Linked DNA regions of Zea mays: regions 1 and 3 are each linked to region 2. A link is a contact called in public Hi-C data. All regions are on one chromosome and are shown on one strand. The core of a region is the stretch at or near the end of the contact, and the rest is flanking DNA. Distances in the headings are between cores, read along the strand shown. Region 1 holds the start of LOC103651607 (SCY1-like protein 2). Region 2 holds the start of LOC100191382 (Vacuolar protein sorting-associated protein 32 homolog 1). Region 3 holds the start of LOC100278618.

The links. Hi-C and Micro-C count contacts between places; a contact is called where the count stands out from the background.
Region 1: a Hi-C map of leaf shows a contact between it and region 2, with 4 times the contacts expected there. The contact joins the promoter of LOC103651607 here to the promoter of LOC100191382 in region 2. A contact is called at or near these places in 13 of 25 Hi-C or Micro-C datasets (bundle sheath, ear, endosperm and 4 more) and 2 of 3 datasets of contacts at active chromatin or transcription factors (leaf and seedling).
Region 3: a contact with region 2 is called in a Hi-C map of endosperm, with 2.4 times the contacts expected there. The contact joins the promoter of LOC100278618 here to the promoter of LOC100191382 in region 2. A contact is called at or near these places in 4 of 25 Hi-C or Micro-C datasets (ear, endosperm and leaf).

The regions. Positions count from the first base shown.
Region 1 is chr3:231,105,766-231,109,854 of Zm-B73-REFERENCE-NAM-5.0, forward strand. LOC103651607 (SCY1-like protein 2) reads left to right here and starts at 1,762. Exons shown (of 14, transcript XM_008677274.4): 1 at 1,762-2,547; 2 at 3,465-3,569. The coding sequence starts at 2,056.
Region 2 is chr3:231,237,542-231,241,646 of Zm-B73-REFERENCE-NAM-5.0, forward strand. It overlaps LOC100191382 (Vacuolar protein sorting-associated protein 32 homolog 1), which reads left to right and starts at 2,847. Exons shown (of 8, transcript NM_001136816.1): 1 at 2,847-2,945; 2 at 3,237-3,350; 3 at 3,908-4,007. The coding sequence starts at 3,267.
Region 3 is chr3:231,437,140-231,441,510 of Zm-B73-REFERENCE-NAM-5.0, forward strand. It overlaps LOC100278618, which reads right to left and starts at 2,178. Exons shown (of 1, transcript NM_001371662.1): 1 at 1,326-2,178. The coding sequence starts at 2,170. The coding sequence ends at 1,475. It overlaps LOC103651612 (CTP synthase), which reads left to right. Exons shown (of 21, transcript XM_008677278.4): 18 at 1-40; 19 at 140-220; 20 at 299-392; 21 at 498-1,178. The coding sequence ends at 694.

The DNA of each region.
Region 1 (4,089 bases), core at 512-3,011, 130 kb before region 2:
AACTAACTAGGATTCACCTAGAGCAAACGCTAATGCGGTCTAACTAACCTAAGCACTCCGCAAAGCACCTACGCTAATCACCGAGTGATTCTATTAAGCACTTGGGTGTATGAGCACTTGGAAATGTCTACTATATGCCTTGGTATGTTGCTTAGGCTCCCACACCTTGAAATGGCTGGTTGGGTGGTATTTATAGGCCCAACACAATTCTAGCCATTGGAGAAAAGCTGCTGCTCTCTGCGGCAACACTATTCTTTGTTTCTTGGACTTGTTTGATACATGTTGATCTTCACTTGTGATCTTCATAATGTCTTCTTTTGGCATGTTGCTTTCCTCATTGCCTTAGTCCAAGTAACCTTAGCATACTGTGAACTACAAATATAAACACTAGCAAACGCATTAGTCCACAGATTGTGTTGATCATCAAACACCAAAACCTATTGAGCCAAATAGCCCGGGGTTCATTTTCTTTACATCCACCTTGTAACCACCTTCACCGCGAACAAGAGACTTAGGAGCCTCTCCTCCCTCTCTCGCCTTCTTGTAAGCCCTACTACGAGCTTTGATCATCAATGATGCCGGTAGCGCAAGCCGCCGATGACTGGATGTAGAGACGTTCTACCCAAACCAGTATAAATTATGCGCCCATCCTCCCGAGCCTGGAACACGCACAATAAATTTACTTATCGGAGCGAGGTTCGAGACACCGACAACACTGTTTGCAGAGTGGAGTTTGAAATAGGATATGAGATAGAGAATGTGATAGGAGAGATGCTAGAGATAGCCCGATGCAAAATGAGCACAAGAACTAGTCCCTCTAAACAAAAAGTAAAAATATATCTTTCAAATGGGGAAAAATAAGAAAATAAAAATCTATATATCTATATACTCTTATAAAACACCAGTTTTCATGGTCCTATCGCCGTTGTGCGTCATCTAGTGATGTGGACACGGGTTGTTACCTTCTAGATGAGCTGTGAGAAAAACACCTAAGCGAGCATCCGAGCGAGCTACAAAAAAGGATATGTTTTATTTTCAACTCATGCATTTTTGGTCTTTCGGATAAGATAAAGTGCATTATATGTAGTTTATATCTGGTATGTGGGCCATATGTCCACTTTAATTTTATTTTTTCACGGGGAGGGCTCACCATACTAGCTTGCCACTGGACTCTCTCACATGTCATATAGTCGTTGCACTGTACCATCAATATGATTGGTGTGCCACCACAACTCACTAGCACATTGAACGTAGATAAAACAATGCTGAAATTAGGGTTGAAAATGACCGAAAACAGTCGAAAAACGATATCATCTATAAAAAATGATTGTAGATTAATCGAAAATTTACTCGATTTTATAATTAATCTACTTATTGACGACTACAATACGATGTCCATAGGTATTTGAAATTCAAATTTTAAATATAATAATTTTCAAAAACGATATTGACTTTAGAAAACGATACAATTATGAGGGGCCGGATACGGGATTTTAGAAAACGGTTTTCAGGCCTAGCTGAAATAGAAGTTTCAGAGAAGTAGGAGAGGAGACTAGGAGAGGACCGCGACGCCTACCAACTACCGCATTCCAGCCGTCCATCTCGGCCAAAACCACATAAAACCAACGGTTAAGATTGAACCAACATTCCCCTTCTGGTCCCCTTCGTGACGAAGCATCGTCCTCCATTCCTCCCATCGCTCGCGGTCTCGCATGGCACGAGCTGCAGAAAACCGATTAAAAAAACCAAAAAACACACCCGTAAAGTAATTAAACCAAGGAACAATTGGATCTATATCATTAAAAGATCCAAACTTTAGATATATACCATGGACCCCATATGTCATTGACTCATGTGGACCCACATGTAAGTGAGATAGTAATGGTATGGATCCAAAGTGATGATCTTTTAATGGTATGATCCAAATTTCCCTTAAACCAAACACGCGCTGCCACCGACCGATCAGGCGACCCCGCTCCAAGAGGAAATCCACCACCGCGGCCGGGGCCTCCCAGATCTCGCTGGAGGCAGCGGCAGCGGCGGCGGTGGGGGGCGATGGCGCTCAACATGAAGACCCTGACGCAGGCGCTGGCGAAGGCGTCGGCTGTCATCGAGAAGACGGTGTCCACGACGGTGCAGGAGGTGACGGGCCCGCGCCCGCTGCAGGACTACGAGCTGCTGGACCAGGCCGGGTCCGGCGGGCCGGGACTCGCGTGGCGGATCTACACGGCGCGACCGCGGGACGGCGCCCCCTCGGCGCCCTACCCCGTCGTCTCCGTCTGGGTGCTCGACAAGCGCGCCCTCGCCGAGGCACGGGCGCGGGCGGGGCTGTCGAAGGCGGCCGAGGACGCCTTCCTCGACCTCGTCCGCGCCGACGCGGCGCGGCTCGTGCGCCTGCGCCACCCGGGCGTGCTCCACGTTGTGCAGGCGCTTGACGAGACCAAGGCCGCCATGGCCATGGCCACTGAGCCCGTCTTCGCCTCCGTAGCTAACGCGCTCGGGTGCCTTGACAACGTCGGCAAGGTGCCCAAGGAGCTCAAGGGCATGGTACGACTGACGTCTCTTGTTTTTGTTTGACTCTGTGTGTCTGTCTATGTTCTATCTAGCATCGACCTTAAGCAATTACTAATTTACTGCTGGATAGCCACAAGAAAAAAAGAGCAAACCCAGTTCCGTAGGCTCCCACCACATGAGCGGGGTCTGGTGAAGGGATAAACCGAGACAAACTTTCCTTCGCAAATGCGAAGAGCTGCTTCAAACTCTCGTTGCTACTTTGCATTCAATACTGGTTACCATGTTAAGGCGGTTAGTGTTGGTATGTGAGTTGAAAACTGGCAATTGTTTCATGTTTTGGTTGTTCATGCAATTATTGATTAGCAAATGCCATAGAATAACAGAGGCACGATCTAACATGATACCGTTTATGTTTCTAATGCAGCATTTGTCAGTGTCACATCCAAAAAAGCCGCTAAATGAGTGTAATATTTGTACTCCTAAAATTTTGCAATAAACCTTCCTAAAAATGGAGTCCTTGTTCGTCAGACGTATAAAAAATCGTAATATTTCCTCGGTCCCTCGGAGTTCGCATAGTTATTTTACTTCATAAGTTATACTCCACTGATTTGTAAAAATCTTCCAAGATTATCTGACCTCACTTGTTACACTGCCCCTGCCACAGATCCATTGGTGTTTGGTAGGACTTTAGATAACCAGAATTGTATTTAAACATGAGGTTTGACTGAGATTCTTGTGGATTTCGACTCTTAAAACTTTTAGCTCTACAATCTGGTATCTTGAGCTGGAACTTCTCCTGTCATATAAGTGGCGATTGATGCCTGTAGATTCTACATTCCCTGCATTTCTGTGTATTGAGTGGTGCCCTAGTCATGACACTTGATTGTATAGCCAAACCATGATCATATTTTTCAGTTCAACAATTTGCTAATTTCTTTCTTGTGTTTAAGGAAATGGGACTACTTGAGATTAAACATGGACTGCTACAAGTTGCAGAGACGTTAGATTTTCTTCATAACAATGCTCATCTTGCCCATCGAGCTATATCGCCTGAGGTTAGTATGCATCGCCATTCTTCTGCCTTATAATTTTCTGCTTGTTCCTTTTCTGTTACTGATATAATTGATTTGCTCTGTCATTTTCCTATTACAATCCCATAGTTTTTGTGTTCTTTTGTCATTTTAACATAGTTATTCTGCCTTGCCGGCTTGCCGCAGTCCCCCTTGGTGATCCTAAGGCCACTCTGATTTAGGCTTGCTGTGCAGTATATGATGTTTTTTTGTACTTAGTGTCTGTTTGGATCCCATGAGCTAAAGTAAAAGTGACTAAAGTTTAGTCACCTTAGGAGCTAAAGATCCAAACAGAAAGAGTTAAAATGACTAAAATGGTGAAAATGTATCTTTTAGTCACTTTTAGCTCCTAAGGAGGAGCTAAAATTTAGTCAGTTTGATTTAGCTCTTGGATCCAAACAGGCCTTTAGTTGCTGAAAAACTCAATGCTTTATTGGACATATTTTTTCCTCAAATTGCTAATTGGTTTGTTCACATTGTTCTCTATATATGGAGCCTTTTAATG
Region 2 (4,105 bases), core at 1,597-4,096:
TGGGATATAGGGGGAGTATTTAGGGGGAACCGCTGCGGGAGATGAAAAATAGGGGGTCAAATGTTGATGATGTGACCCAAAAAAGTGATATAAGGGGAAAAATTTAGAGAGAACGCTTACGAATAGGATAGCCTTAGGCTGTGTCCAGCAAGGGACGGTAAACCGTCCGGTACCCTTAATATAAGGTTCAGACACGTCCTCAACGCGCCCAGCAACGTACTCTATATCGCACTCTAAATTTTAGAGGACACCACACGCACCCTAGATGTGGAGAATTCCAGACGTCCGGTATCCGGGCTCGGGGTCTGGCTCGTCCGGATAATTGATGTTCACATTAACCAAATATCTTTGTGGTACAAGCTTTGTTGATATAGGAATCGAGGTGTATTCACAATGACTTGGCCAATTATTTTGACACACACAATGATGACCACAAGGTTTTATCTTCATAATTCATGTTCATTACTCATGTGCTGATTTCAACTGCCTACTGCCAATACTAGCTGCTCCGGATTATATTTATCATCAACTAATGAACCAAGTAGGCCACGGTATACATAAAATTATGACCTACATATATTAACAAAACCATATGTTTTATGTAGACCATGGATTCGGAGAACGCAAAGCTCTGAAGCTTGTGTTCAAAGACGAAGGTCCTTCATCTTCTACGATCATATTGTGCAATATGATGCATGTTTTCATGATATCTCCAATGTGTTGTGGAGACCAACCATATGCAGGACCACGAACTATGGCCCATCGCTTCTGTAGTACTCCAAATGTTCGTTCAATGTCTTTTCTAGCAGACTCTTGAACAGTGGCAAAATGTTGAGTCCTCACATCATACGGATGACGGATTGTCTTGACAAACGCTGGCCAGTCCGGATAAATACCATCTGCTAGGTAATATCCTATTTTGTAGGTGTGTCCATTGACGGAGAAACTCACTGGTGGACTATCACCATTAAGATGCGAATCGAACAGGTTTGAACGCTGAAGAACATTGATGTCGTTATAGCTACCGGGCATGCCGAAGTATGCATGCCAAATCCATAAGTCATATGAGGCAACAGCTTCGAGGATCATTGTAGGGTGTTTACCGCGACCGGTAAACATCCCCTTCCATGCAGTTGGGCAGTTACGCCACTCCCAATGCATGCAATCCACACTACCAAGCATACCAGGGAAGCCGCGTGATTCTCCAACTTGGAGAAGTCTAGCGATATCAGCAGGAGTAGGTTTCCTAAGATAGTACCCCCCAAAAGCAGTTTGGATGGCAGTGCAAAAGTGTTTCAAAGCCTCATGTGCTGTAGATTCTCCAATTCGTACGTACTCGTCAACGGCATCCGTAGGAACACCGTATGCAAGGATACGTACGGCAGCAACAACTTTCTGAAGGGCAGATAGGCCTAGCTCACCGGCACAGTTTGGACGTTGAACGAAGTATGAATCCACTTGTTGCACAGCAAGAACGAGACGCTCGAACACATGGCGACACATGCGAAACCTATAATGCAAACTTTTTTAGTACAATTGTCAAGTACGTACTATGGACGTTAATAGATGTGCGTATGAATAAACATACCTCCTCCGAAATTGTGCATCCGTGTAAACCGGTTGGGCGCAAAAGTAGTCCGCTCGGATTCTTGCATCACCACTGATATGGTCACGATGGATTCGAACACGACCGGGAATGGAACCAGCGTACCGACGCTCGTTAAGTGCACGACGCCTACGATGTTGGTACGTCGCAACCTCGAGCTCATGGTCTTCATCTTCCATGTCTTGTGCCATCCTAAGAAAAATATTGGAATCTACGAACTGGTCCATTGTTGTGGATGAGTGTATGTGAAGTGTGAGTGAAGTGTTGAAGTAGTGATTATTTATAGAAGGGATAGGCTTCGGAGAGAAGCCATGCTCTTGTCGTGCAGCCGAAGCTAGACAATGGCTTGTTCAACAAGTGTCGTGGCTTACGGTGGAAGCATGTGAATTCGTAAACATTTTTTTCATACGATTCAAATATTGTGTCACGTTTTTTCCACAATAATTACACACAACATAAAATGCAATGTTATTTATTTTGTACATTTTGAAATTAGTAATGAACCATAGTTTTTAGATTATTATTTGTAATATTATTGATTACTATTTTTTTAGCATCCTTTGAGTACCATTAAATGGGTACAAAACAAAGAAAACAGAAAAAAGAAAAGGAAAAACGAATTCTGTTAACACTGTAGCTTTAGGGGATCGAATTTAGGGGACGTTGCTGGAGACACAGAAGATATAGAGGACATAATCTTTTAGAGTGTCTTGTAAAGTACATGGAATATTCCTTTAGAGCAACTCCAGTAGTTCTCTAAAAGACTTCCTAAATCAATAATTTAGGTAGTTAACATGAAAACTATTCTCCAACAGTTCTCTAAATGAACTTTCTAAATTTAACAACTTGTCATCTAACCTCATCTTCTCTCTACACTTGGCAACCATTTAACAACTCCTAAAACAAAAATGTTGACTGCATTATATAGTTTTTGTGACTTATTTTTTATGTGGATAGATACAAAACAAAATTACAACCTATATTTAGAGAACTATTGGAGAACTCACATTTTTTTTACTACAAAAGCCATTTAGCAACTTCTTAAATCTGTGATTTAGAGAGCTAAAATTTACATGACTATTGGAGTTGCTCTTAGGGGACGAAATTTAGGGGGCGCTGCTAGACACAGCCTTAGTCACAACTCCAACTCGTCTCGGTCTCCTCCCCCGAGGCCTCGATTATCCAAAAACTAACCAAAATACGGAATCTTTCCCGTGTATCCCAACTCTCACCCGATCTCCTCGATAGGCTTTTGTCTCCAAGGCCGCGCTTTCTAACAAGATTCCTCCCCTCCTCTCTCCGATAACGCTAGCCTCCGCCGCCGCCGGCGACGAATCCGGTAAGCCTCCTTGCTTCTGCTAGATACACGGCTGCCAGATTGGTGCGCCCCGCGATTAGGGAAAGGGTCGATTGCGATCAGCCGTTCCTCTGCCTTAGGTCATCGTAGTTGATTAGTCGGCGGTCACTGCTCGGATTGGGCACCCACTGCGCATAGGTGGGGGCTCCACCGTGGAAAAGCTATCCTTTTCCTCTTCAGTTATTTTTGGGTAATGCTTGCAATTGCTACCCGATGAGTTTCTCGAATTAGCTTGTGAAATGACGTTGTTCCAGCTGCTGTTTTGTCTAGCAGGCGTTTTGAGTTTCTGTTGCCAGTGCAGCCATGTCCATGTTCAACAGGATCTTCGGGAAGCCCAAGGAGCAGGCCAACTCCAGTGCCTTGGCCACACTCGACAAGTTAAATGAGGTGACCTTTCTGTTTTTTTTTCTGGCGTATGATTACCTTGTCTCGCTTCCAATAAGGTGTTTTTTGGGGCACATATTGACGTTCTCTTATTTTGGCTGCCTATATATAATTGCGACCTGAGAGTATCCTTCATTTGAATTGAACTGTTAAGGTTTGCAAGCATGACAAAAAAATTCCACCCTTCATTTGAATCGCATGCATGACAAAAATTTCCACCCTTCTACTGTAGTGTCTTTTTTTTTGAACAATTTTTACTTTAGTGTCTTAGAACTCTCACATTTTGTTAACTTCATCTCAACTTGTGGGATGCTTAAGTTCTTCCATGGCATTTGCAAGCACCATCTATCTATGATCAATACCTTTTATAGGCTGATCATTCTTTGATTTGCTTTATTTGCTCCTGAAGTTCTAACATTTTACGAAGGGATCGTTAACTCTTTATATATGTTTAACCAACTAATGAAATATGCTCTTGTTATAGCTGACAATTTGGCACATGTAATTCATATGCCATAGTAAACTACAAAGTTCTAAAAGCTTGCTTTGTTTATATTCAGACTCTTGATATGCTGGAGAAGAAAGAGAAGGTGCTGGACAAAAAAGCAGCCGCTGAGCTTGAGAGAGCCAAGGAGTTCTCCAAAGCTAAGAATAAAAGAGGTGTGCATTGGATTCAAGAAATATGCGCACAGTTACTGTGCTTATCATTATTAGTGTTGTGTCATCATATTGACATGGTAGTTTACTGAAACGAATTT
Region 3 (4,371 bases), core at 928-3,427, 200 kb after region 2:
TGTCACTTATGTTGATGAAAGGCACCGGCACAGATATGAGGTTTGTTTATTGAAGTTCACCAGTTTCCTAAATGTGCATTTAAATGCTATGTCGTTCCTACACCTTCATGTTCTTTGGACTGAAGTTTTGTCTTCACAGGTGAACCCTGATATGGTTCCAGAGTTCGAAAAAGCTGGGCTTCAGTTTGTTGGCAAAGATGATACTGGAAGGAGGATGGAGGTCTGACTCACACTGAGACTTGCTTTACAATTTTTATTTTCACGAAATTTGCCCCTTAACCAACTTGCTATGTTCTAGATGATTGAAATACCCAACCACCGATATTTTGTTGGCGCACAATTCCATCCTGAGTTCAAGTCAAGACCTTCAAAACCTTCTCCCCTATTTGTGGGTAAGATGCTATCTGACGCTGAAAATTCTGCACTTGTTCACTTCACAAGCATTTGTGCTGTACTTTTCCATAGAATATATCATAACCAATTTTATGTTTCTGCAGGACTAATTGCAGCTGCATCTGGGCAGTTGGATAGGGTGCTGCAAGACCGCTGCAATGGTCATGTTGGTTCAGCTAAACATGTTCTGAGCAATGGCTCATATACATCCGCAGTACACCAAAATGGGAACCCAAAGAAGCTCACCAATGGTCTCTCAAACGGAACATACTATGCCAATGGCAATGGTGTGCATGCTTAGACCATCAGATGGATGGATCAAGGATTTTGCAACTCTTTACTTCAATTATGCGGTTCCTAATGCATCAGTTTTGTCCGTTCGAGGAAGAAAAAGTTCTTGCGCTCGATGCAGACTGTCTGCTGGGAATAGTGCTCGTTCGGTGGTTTTTAGTTAAAGAACTAAGCTGGATCTCTTTGGAAGGCACGAGACTGGTTTCTGTGTTCGTCTCTACCCTATTGTGTAAGCTAAAGGAGCAGATTTGGGACGGAAGAGTTTACAAGTTGTATATCCTCAAAGAAAAGCTGAATATTTTTATTAACTTAAATTAGGTCTTCAGTGAGGTCGAGAGCTGATGCTTAAAAGTGGGCAGCAGTGCAAGTGCAAGAGAGAGTATTTCGAAATCAGGCAACTCTGTATTTTGATTTTGGACATTTTTTTTGTTTCTTGTGCGCAAATAAGTTGATGCACTGTTGCATGATCATATATCAGTTTTGACTTTAGAATCCATCTTGAGCGCTTGCTTCTCATAATTCCTGCGACTTGCATTGTGGCAATCTAAAACCTATTTAAACCGTGATAAATAAGCTAGTTTATTTTTAACTAAGCTGTGATATAAATTAAAAAGAACGAAAGGGGAGGGAGTGTCTGATACGCAAAATCATCCTATATCACAACAATTTCGAGTTTTTTTTGCCGAGTTGATCGAAATTCCTTGCGGTGCAAAAATACACGAGCATAAAACTTTGCCATCAAGAATCTATCTATGAAAACCGAAAGCTCAATCCGTGACCGTGCAACGGCTCAGGGTTCCCACTCTGAGAGAAGCTTGTCAATCAGCTCCACCAGCTTCCCTGTCTCCTCCGGCTGGCGCATCGCCTGCTCCAGCGCCCACGCTTCCTCGATCCTGGCGTCCTGCAGCATCGCGTCCCGCACCGCCTCCCGCAGCTCCCGCGTGGCCTGCAACCCGTCCGTTGCCATCTCCCTGAGCGCAGCCAGCGCGCCCCTGGGGTCCTCAAGGCGGCAGAGCCCCTCGACGGCGTCAGCGTAGGTGGCGGCGTCGGGCCGGCGCGGGGAGTCCGGGCGGCAGAGCCAGCGCAGCACGGAGGAGGCGTCGCGCGCGCGGCGCAGGGAGAGGAGGCTGCCGAGCAGCGGCGACGCCAGCAGGAGCGGCGAGGGCCGGGCCGGGTGATGGCGCAGCGCGGTGAGGAGCGCGAAGGCAGCGGAGAGTGTCGGAAGCGAGGCAAGGTGCGCGGCGAGGGAATCGAGGGGGAGGCCGTCCTGGGAGCCCGGGAGGAGGAGCGCCGCGGAGAGGAGGCGGCCGGCGGCGGGGACGTGGCCCGCGTAGAGGAGGCGCGGGAGGAGCGCGGAGATCGCGTCCAGGTCGGACGGGGAGAGGGGTTGAGGTGGGGGCTTGGATTGCGGCAGCGCGGTAGCGCAGATGCCGCGAAGGACGCCGGCGAGCGGCGGCGCGAGGCGGATGGGCAAGCGGGGCAGCATCGTCTTCTGGGCTCGGCTCACTCAGGAACGATTCTGAGTCTTTTTTTTCTTTCTGCAGGAGGGCGCGCCGCCGTCAAATGGACGAGCGATATCTCAGATCGAGCGAGAGATGGCCAAACTGGCCGCCGGGCCCGGCCCGGGCCCGGTGAAGCACGGCCCGTTTTGGGTCCGGCCCACTATGCACGGTTAGGAAACGGGGTCGAGCCTTCTAAACCCGCAGGCTCGATTCTCTGTCTAAGCCTGGCCCACAGCGGGCTTAAACGGACAGGGCCGACCCATTTAGCACGAAAAAAGCGGGCCGAAAGCGAGCTAAGCGGACCAAAAAGCATGTTTTAGTGCAAAAAAAGCGGGCTCAACGTGATTAAAGATAAACGGGCTGTGCCGGGCTAGCCCACCATACCTAGTTTCTTGTCCGAGCTCGGCCCGCTTATTCGTGCCGGGCCGGCCCGGGCTCGCATAGAACCGGACCGTGCTGGGCTCGGACCGGACCCAAACAGCGGACTTCGTATCGTGCTCACGGGCCTCGTACTTATTGGCCATCTATAGATCGAGCAGACACTATCAGCTTCCCTATTCTTTGTGCAATTAATGAAGGTGGTCTTTGGTTTTTCTAAACTAATAGTCTCTATATATAATTTTATTTTAATATTTAAATTGTTAAATATAGAAATTAAAACTCTATTTTAATTTTCGTATTTAGCAATTTAGGAACTAAAACACTATAAACATAGTCCATACGAGACACTTTATGAAGTCACTTTTAAATTATCTTTTTGAAAATATTTATATAGAAATCATTTTCTATATATTCTCTGATTCGAAAGTTTTTCTATACTTTGTGTATACTTTAAAGCAAGTACAACAGACCAGCTAAACATCTCGTGCTCGGTAAAATAAACAAAACCCTATGAATATGGCCTCGAACAGGCTTGGTATCAACCTCGTCACTTTATCCCGCTCGGTATCGCCTTGTCGTAGCTGACCATCTTTGGCTAGCCCTCCGGACTCGCCATCGCCCGGCTGTGCGGTCTCTCGCCCTCTTGCTCCCTTCTGTGTGCAACCGCTTTAGTTTCCCGCGTCTTTGTTGAGACCTTGTTGTAGGCTCATGAAGTTCCTTGAGATGGCAGCGTTCCTGAACTGCACGGCTGCACCTAGTGCAACGCAGACATCACGAGGGAGACGGTGAGCAGGGCGCAGCCCAGGAGGCCGCGACGACCGCGAACAGCCTGAGGTCACAAGACGTGACACTCAATCCCACGCCAGCCCTCGACGGATGCTTCTGACGTTGGTGGTGCTTCCTCTGTCGCAACCTCCCGATGTTGGTCACGCCTGGCCTCCAGGGCCGGCCCTCAGGCCCCCAAGGTCTACAGGTTCCTGTTTATTCAGTTTATATCCAAATATATATACGTTACAGATAAATCTCTATTCTCGTTCTTTTGTTGGGTCTATTTGATTTTTTTGAAATCATCTTTTTAAGGTCACGCAACAGTCTGCTTAATGACGAATACTAAATATTGATTAACGTGAGCAGGACGGAAGGTATTGTACACTTGTGCTTGTCGCGTTGCTTAATTCTAGTCTACCAGAGGGCCAACTCTAATAACCTATGTTGCTTAATCATTGTTTAGTTTGTTGAACTTTGTTTTCAGAAAATTTGCTCTAATGTATTAAGATTTGGTTTACTGTGTATTTTAAGGTTTAGGTTAGTTTGACAAATTAAAAGTAAAAATACTCGCTCTCAAAAGTCAAAACAAATGCAGAGTTATATTACATAATTTGTATAATTTTACGACTCATAAAATATTATAAAAGTTTCTTCAGTCATATCATTTTCAATAAAATTGTATAAATTATTAATTTTTTATTTTTCAGATATTATTTAAAAGTTAAAAAATATCATATTTAAATCTTCGTATAGATCCTCCATATAGATTTTTGCTTAGGGCCCCCGAAATATCAGGACCGGCCCTAGCCTCTCGGGCTTCCGGCCTCGGCTCCCCTGCACGGCAGTTGCCGCTGGCGAAGAAGAAGGACCACCGACAGTGGAGGGCAAAGCACCGTCCATTCCCGGCCCATGCTGCTCAGTCAAGACGACTGAGGTGGCAAAAACAGTGAGGTTGAAAAACAAAAACCCTATATCAAATAGAGAGTCTGTTGGCACATCATCCTTTAAGCAAGTTGTCTATTTTAAATAGTCATCT